Regions from separate parts of the Anser cygnoides genome. Here region 1 is linked to region 2. Evidence: chromatin contacts called from public Hi-C data. All regions are on one chromosome and are shown on one strand. Each heading gives the region's core, a stretch centred on a gene start, on an enhancer-like site or on the middle of the called end of the contact. The rest is flanking DNA. Distances are from core to core; before and after follow the strand shown.

Region 1 (2,814 bases), core at 126-2,625, 160 kb before region 2:
TTCGTTTGGTGTTTCTGTAAGGTACGTACGTGCGACCGACTCCACGAACTTGGTAGGTGGTGGTTGCTTCGCCTTGGACATCATCCCAAGGCCTGCCTTCCAGAAGAACTTCCCGAGCCTCTGCAGTTTTTGATATTACATCCTCAAAATGTCTTTTTGTCTTCTTTCCTTGCTTTCATGCTTTGCCAGAGAGAACGAGGCTGTGGTTACGTGGCAGTTTTAATCCGCTCTGACGTCTGGGCTGCTGCTGAAGGGCCGGCTCTGCTCGCCAACTTTTGTTTTTGCTGTCGCTCTGTAGGATCATAGGGATTCTTGTGGCTGGGTGAGCAGTGTAGATCAGGGAATTCACCCCCTTGAAAACACACCTTTTCCAGTTTTTGTCCCCAAAATGGACTGTTTGTAGGTAAATCCGTCCTCTGGTGCTGCTGGCTGTGTGGCCCCGTGAGCATTTCTGCTAGTGGGAGAGGAGCGAGTGGCCGGGGAACCAAACTTAATTCTTCATCAGTTTCAACTCAATTCCTAGTGCGGAAGGACTTGCCCAAATCACAGGCTCATGATCTTTGCGTGTCCCAGAGATGCTTGCAAATATGTTCAGGTACTGCCTGTTCCTTTCGCTCTTCTGTCCTTGTGGTTCCTCCCTCCTTAATTTCTCTTGTCATCATCCAGTCCAGCATCTACCCTCTACGTTCATTCATCTTTTTTGGGTAAAGCCACGTTCTCCTCTAAATTTCCCAGTCCTTTGCCGTTCTCCTTCCATCTCGCCTTCGTGCAGCGTGTGCTGCCTTCATCCTCTCCTCCGAAGGTCTGCCTCATGAAGACTGATCCCTCCTTCCAACCAAACAAGTTATTTTTTTGGTTTTCACCCCCGTTACCTTCTTTATCCAGTTCTGATTGTGATATTTAATTACTTCTTGGCCGTCACATCCGCTTCCGAGGTGCTGTGGTATTTAATGTTGGCGTAGCCTGCTCCGTGGGGACGCAGCGGTCTGCAGGGGGCAGGGAAGGAGGAGCTGGCCAGGGATTTTGTTTGTGCTCCTGGATCAAGGGCATCACTTCCACACCTCCAACATCACTTCCACACCTTGTCTCGCCTCTGTCCTAACAAGCCTGGGTGAACAGGATGGATTTAAAGAAGAAAAAAAAGAAAAATCCAAAGAAAAAAAGGCAAAACAAATTAAAAACCAAAGCAGAACATGAATGAATGTGTACCTGCAGCTAGCTAGCTGGTGCTAGTCGTAACGTGTCCTTTTCTGGGCTGAGTTGGGCTCTCCCTAACCCAGCTGCGCGTAACCTTTTGCTGCGAATATACTTTGCACTCGCCGGTGGAATTTGCCTGTGCTCCTGGAATCGCGCCGACTCCGTCGGTAGGTTCCTGATAAGGTTTCTGGCAACGCTGGCAGGGAGTCAGCTTACCGGAGGAGAAACCAACCGTGCTTCCAGGTTTTCAGTGCAACAAATCAAATATTGCAGCCACAACCCTGATTGCTTAATGGGGGGGGAGAAGTCGCGTTGCAGTACGGGAGGTGCTGCTGGAGGATGGAAAAAGAACTGGAAAGAAAAGAATGTGCGTTTGTATATATGGACACTAATTAGTACTAGGATCCCATCAGAGATCCTGAAGAGTTAGGGGAGAGCTTTCCTTTTCCTGCCCCGAGGCGAGGTGGCGGTGAGGGGCTTACCTCGTCCTGTTCTTCCCGGTCCCCAGCTGCAGGGAATGCAATTTGCTCGCAAAGTTTTCAACCCTGTCCTGGTTTGCCTCTGGCTAGGGGGAATCTGATAAAGCCTTCACAAAGCAGAAAACAGCAGAGGTACGAGGAAAACTCAAGAAAACACCATGGACAATATTATATTAGAATGGTTTGGCTCGCTCGGGAAGGTTTTCCTTGCACAACCATTAGATCTGGAGGCTTATTTTTTATTTATTTCTTTAAATCTTGCAATTTTCTTCGGAGTTGAACGCATTTCTTTCCTCTCGGGGTGATCTTCCTCACCACTAGTGACTACTGGAGTACTGTGAGGTTTTTCTCCTCTCTCCAAGCTCTCTTAATCAGTTGAAGACCGGCGGCATAATTCTTCGCTGGAATACTCGTGCGGCAGAAATCTCAGATTTTTTTTTTTTCCCCCTCCAAAGCTGGTGGTGTTGCTTCTGAATAATATTCCAGTTCAAGATGCCACAGGATCTGCGGTCTGGGCACGTTACCTGTAATTAGGCAGTCAGTTAATGAGATCCTCGCATTCTTGGCGGAATTAAAAAAAAAATAAAAAAATAAAAAAATCTGGTGATGTTTTGACTGGAGCTGTTTGAGGGAAGCTTGGAATGCGCTTTAAAAAGAAGAAATGTTGCCTACTGGGTGTGGAAGGTCCAAGTTTTCTGTAAAAAAAAATAAATTTCAGTATAAACATAGCCACAGTGTAAGGATTCAAGCCTATTTTGGCACAGTGAAATTGAGAAATGGACCACACTCCCATTTTTTTTTAATCCCTGGCATATAAAACGCAATGGATCTCATGTTTCGATATTTCTAAGTAGCTTCGCAGTTTTTTGGTGACCTGCTGGAGGTTTGTTTTTAGTGTCCTTTGGTTTTTTTGTAGCAGAAGCAGCGATTTCAGAAAGCACCGACCCGCTCCTTACGCGCATCGGGAAGAGAAATTCATATTTTTTCCCCACTTCTTGGCTTTAAGGCTTGTGTATGAACGAGCTCTGGTTTAGGGAGGCGATGCCAACGCTCGCTCTGGAAGGCTGAATTTCAGGGCTCGTTTCTTTCCAGGCTTTCAGGAGAGCTCCGGCTTGCTGCGTTAGCTGGTGAGCGCTGC
Region 2 (2,700 bases), core at 165-2,664:
ACCGTGATCTTGACGTCTGTGTGGGTTGGTGGATCTCGAACACATTTTTATCTTCCCAGCCTGCACAGGTTACTGCAGACAGAGGTGGTCCCAGACCTGTCAACACCCCTCTCCTCTACCTCTCTGAGAGGGAGATCCAGATGGCACAATGCAGGTGGACCACAGACGTATTTACAGAACCACGAAATGATGCTATCCCATTTCTTCTTCCTTTCTTGATATATATATATATATATATATATATATATATTTGGCACAGAGGCCCTGCAGCAGCCACATAAGGCCCTCTCTGTACAACCAGAGCTGTGCAGTGCCCCTGCCCTCACCCGTGGCTGCTCAGTTTTTGTAAAATCTCTAGTGAGGCTTTCCAAAAGAAGCCTTATGGAAAGCCAAGCAGCTTTTTTCAACCTTTTTCACTATTATCCCCAAATCTTCTGGTTCCATTCTGTGAGGTTTGCAAGGCAGGACTTCCATTTTCTGACTCTTCCCAAACAGTCCGTATTTACCCACAAGTTTATGGATATTTTCATTTATTAGTTCTCCCCATTATTATTTTCTAATTTACACAGCACATCCAAAAGCCTGTGATCCCCTAAAATGTTAACAAAATGACCAACTTCCCCATCTTTGGCCACCATGGAAGTTTTATGCAAGAAATCCCGTCCTGTTGTTATTCACGTAACACAGTGCCCAGACTGCAGGGGTGATGACATGTCAAAAGAGGAAAAAAGAGGTGATGATGTCAAAAAAGGTAAAAAAAAAAAACACCTCAGAAGACCTGTCCTGCAACTACATTTGTCATGTTTATTGTCATTTGGCTTGAGCGAGGCGGAGGGATCACAGCCCTCCCTCGAGATGCTGCACAAACACAGCAGAAAAGATCTACCATAGCTCAAAATTTACAGTTAACCATAATCTCTGTTTATAGGTAACTGTAAATAGTTAATAGCTATTGCTAAATTTTACTTAAAGTAAGGGATAACAGTTTGGCACTCTCGAGCTGCCAAGACTCCTGAGGTTTCCCTGCAAATAGTAGAAAAGCTCGCCTGTGCTTTTCACACGTTTTTCCTGAGGGGCGTTTCCTTCATTTGTGACTGACTAAAAATAGGAAGAAAGGTAAAAGACGAAACAAAACGCGGTGAGAGCGGGGCTGGCGCCCTCCCGTCAGCGCCGCTCCCCTCATGGCGACAGGGATGGCATCCATGAGGGGACGGCCTCTGTAACCGCCCCCAGGCCGCAGTTCGGGGTGAATTATCCTTCTGTCAGCGCCTGGGCCCTTTCACATCGGGTTTCCAGCCATTTTAACGCCGACTGAGGGCGCTCGCAGCCGCTTGGGAAGGCGGAAAAACGCTCTGACAGAGGGAGGGTTAAACCTCGCCAACATGGCGGCACCGGGAAAAACTACATTTCCCATCGTCCCCCGCCGTCAGCCCCACGTGACCGCGGCAGGCCAATGGGGAGCGGCGGAAGGCAGATATAGCCCTCCCAGGAGGGCCCGCTCCCTCTTTTCCGCCGGGCGGCGCGGCTCAAGATGGCGGTGCAGATCTCCAAGAAGCGCAAGGTGAGGGGGGGGCTTCTCGCGTCGCCGCGGCCTCAGGGCGCCTCCATATCGGCGGGGCCGCGCTGAGGGAGGTCTCGGGCTTCGTTGTCGTCGGGGGATGGCGGCGGATAGGGGGGGATGGCGGCGGATGGGGGCGGATGGCGGCGGATGCGGCGCGGAGGCCCGGTGGGGAAGATGGCGGCGGGAGGCTGGCGGGGTGCTGAGCGGAGGAAGGGGAGCTGTGCCTGGGAACCTCAGGGCAGAGGGTTTTATTCCTTCTTATTTCTGTGTGAGGAGAGGAGCTGCTGGGCTGCAGGCCGGTTCAGGCATGAATTTGGCCCAGGCTTAAACTGGGAAAACCCTGATTTTTATGTTGAGTGCTTGACCAGAGGTTGACTTGGCCCCTTTGTTTTGTAGTTTGTCGCTGATGGCATCTTCAAAGCTGAGCTGAACGAGTTTCTGACTCGCGAACTGGCTGAAGATGGCTACTCTGGAGTAGAAGTCCGGGTCACTCCAACCAGGACTGAGATTATCATACTTGCCACCAGGTAACTGACACGTTGCTCTTGGGTCGTGGAGGCTGTTCCAGGCTGTAAGTGGTGCTGCTGAAACTTTAAACGATAACGTTATTCGGGAAAGACATTTGGGAAAGAAATTCTGAAATGACACTCAGTGGTACAGCACCATTACAACCCCTGCTAGTCAAGGATGAGGACATTACAACCCCTACTAGTCGAGGTTGGATGAGGTTAGATGCTCTCTGGAAGCTCTCTGGGACGGTTGCAGGCTCTGACATGGGGACACTTTCTCAGTTATACTTTGCTGTTTTGTGTGTTTACTTTCTCGGCTATACCTCACTGTTTTTTGTGTTTGTTTTTTATCCATTACAGGACCCAGAATGTCCTGGGTGAGAAGGGGCGCCGCATCCGGGAGTTGACAGCTGTCGTGCAGAAGAGGTTTGGCTTTCCTGAGGGAAGCGTTGAGGTAAAACTGCCTCAGTTAAACCAGTAGTAAGTGGGCTGTTCACTTAGCTGTGTGCACTTTCTGTGTGGTTTCAGCTGAAAGTTTGTTTGGAGATATCGTGGGGCGCGTTTTACCTGTTCTCACAAAATGCTGTTGCCCTGAAAGGAGAAGATGGTTGGCTCTTGGTGGTATTTTGA

The links. Hi-C and Micro-C count contacts between places; a contact is called where the count stands out from the background.
Region 1: a Hi-C map of liver shows a contact between it and region 2, with 10 times the contacts expected there. The contact joins the enhancer-like site here to the promoter of RPS3 in region 2. A contact is called at or near these places in 5 of 7 Hi-C or Micro-C datasets (fetal liver, granulosa cells and liver).

What each region holds. Positions count from the first base shown.
Region 1 is chr1:210,743,037-210,745,850 of Taihu_goose_T2T_genome, reverse strand. All of the region lies in intron 2 of FCHSD2 (FCH and double SH3 domains 2), which reads left to right. Among named protein-coding and RNA genes, the nearest start is that of FCHSD2, 8.4 kb to the left of the region's middle. Within about 2 kb of position 1,375, at least 3 of the 3 cell types and tissues checked have open chromatin away from gene starts, as enhancers often do. A contact at or near this core is called in fetal liver and liver, where this site is marked.
Region 2 is chr1:210,587,675-210,590,374 of Taihu_goose_T2T_genome, reverse strand. RPS3 (ribosomal protein S3) reads left to right here and starts at 1,414. Exons shown (of 7, transcript XM_013191299.3): 1 at 1,414-1,561; 2 at 1,958-2,088; 3 at 2,431-2,524. The coding sequence starts at 1,532. It overlaps LOC125180048 (a long non-coding RNA gene), which reads right to left and starts at 960. Exons shown (of 2, transcript XR_010828470.1): 1 at 1-960.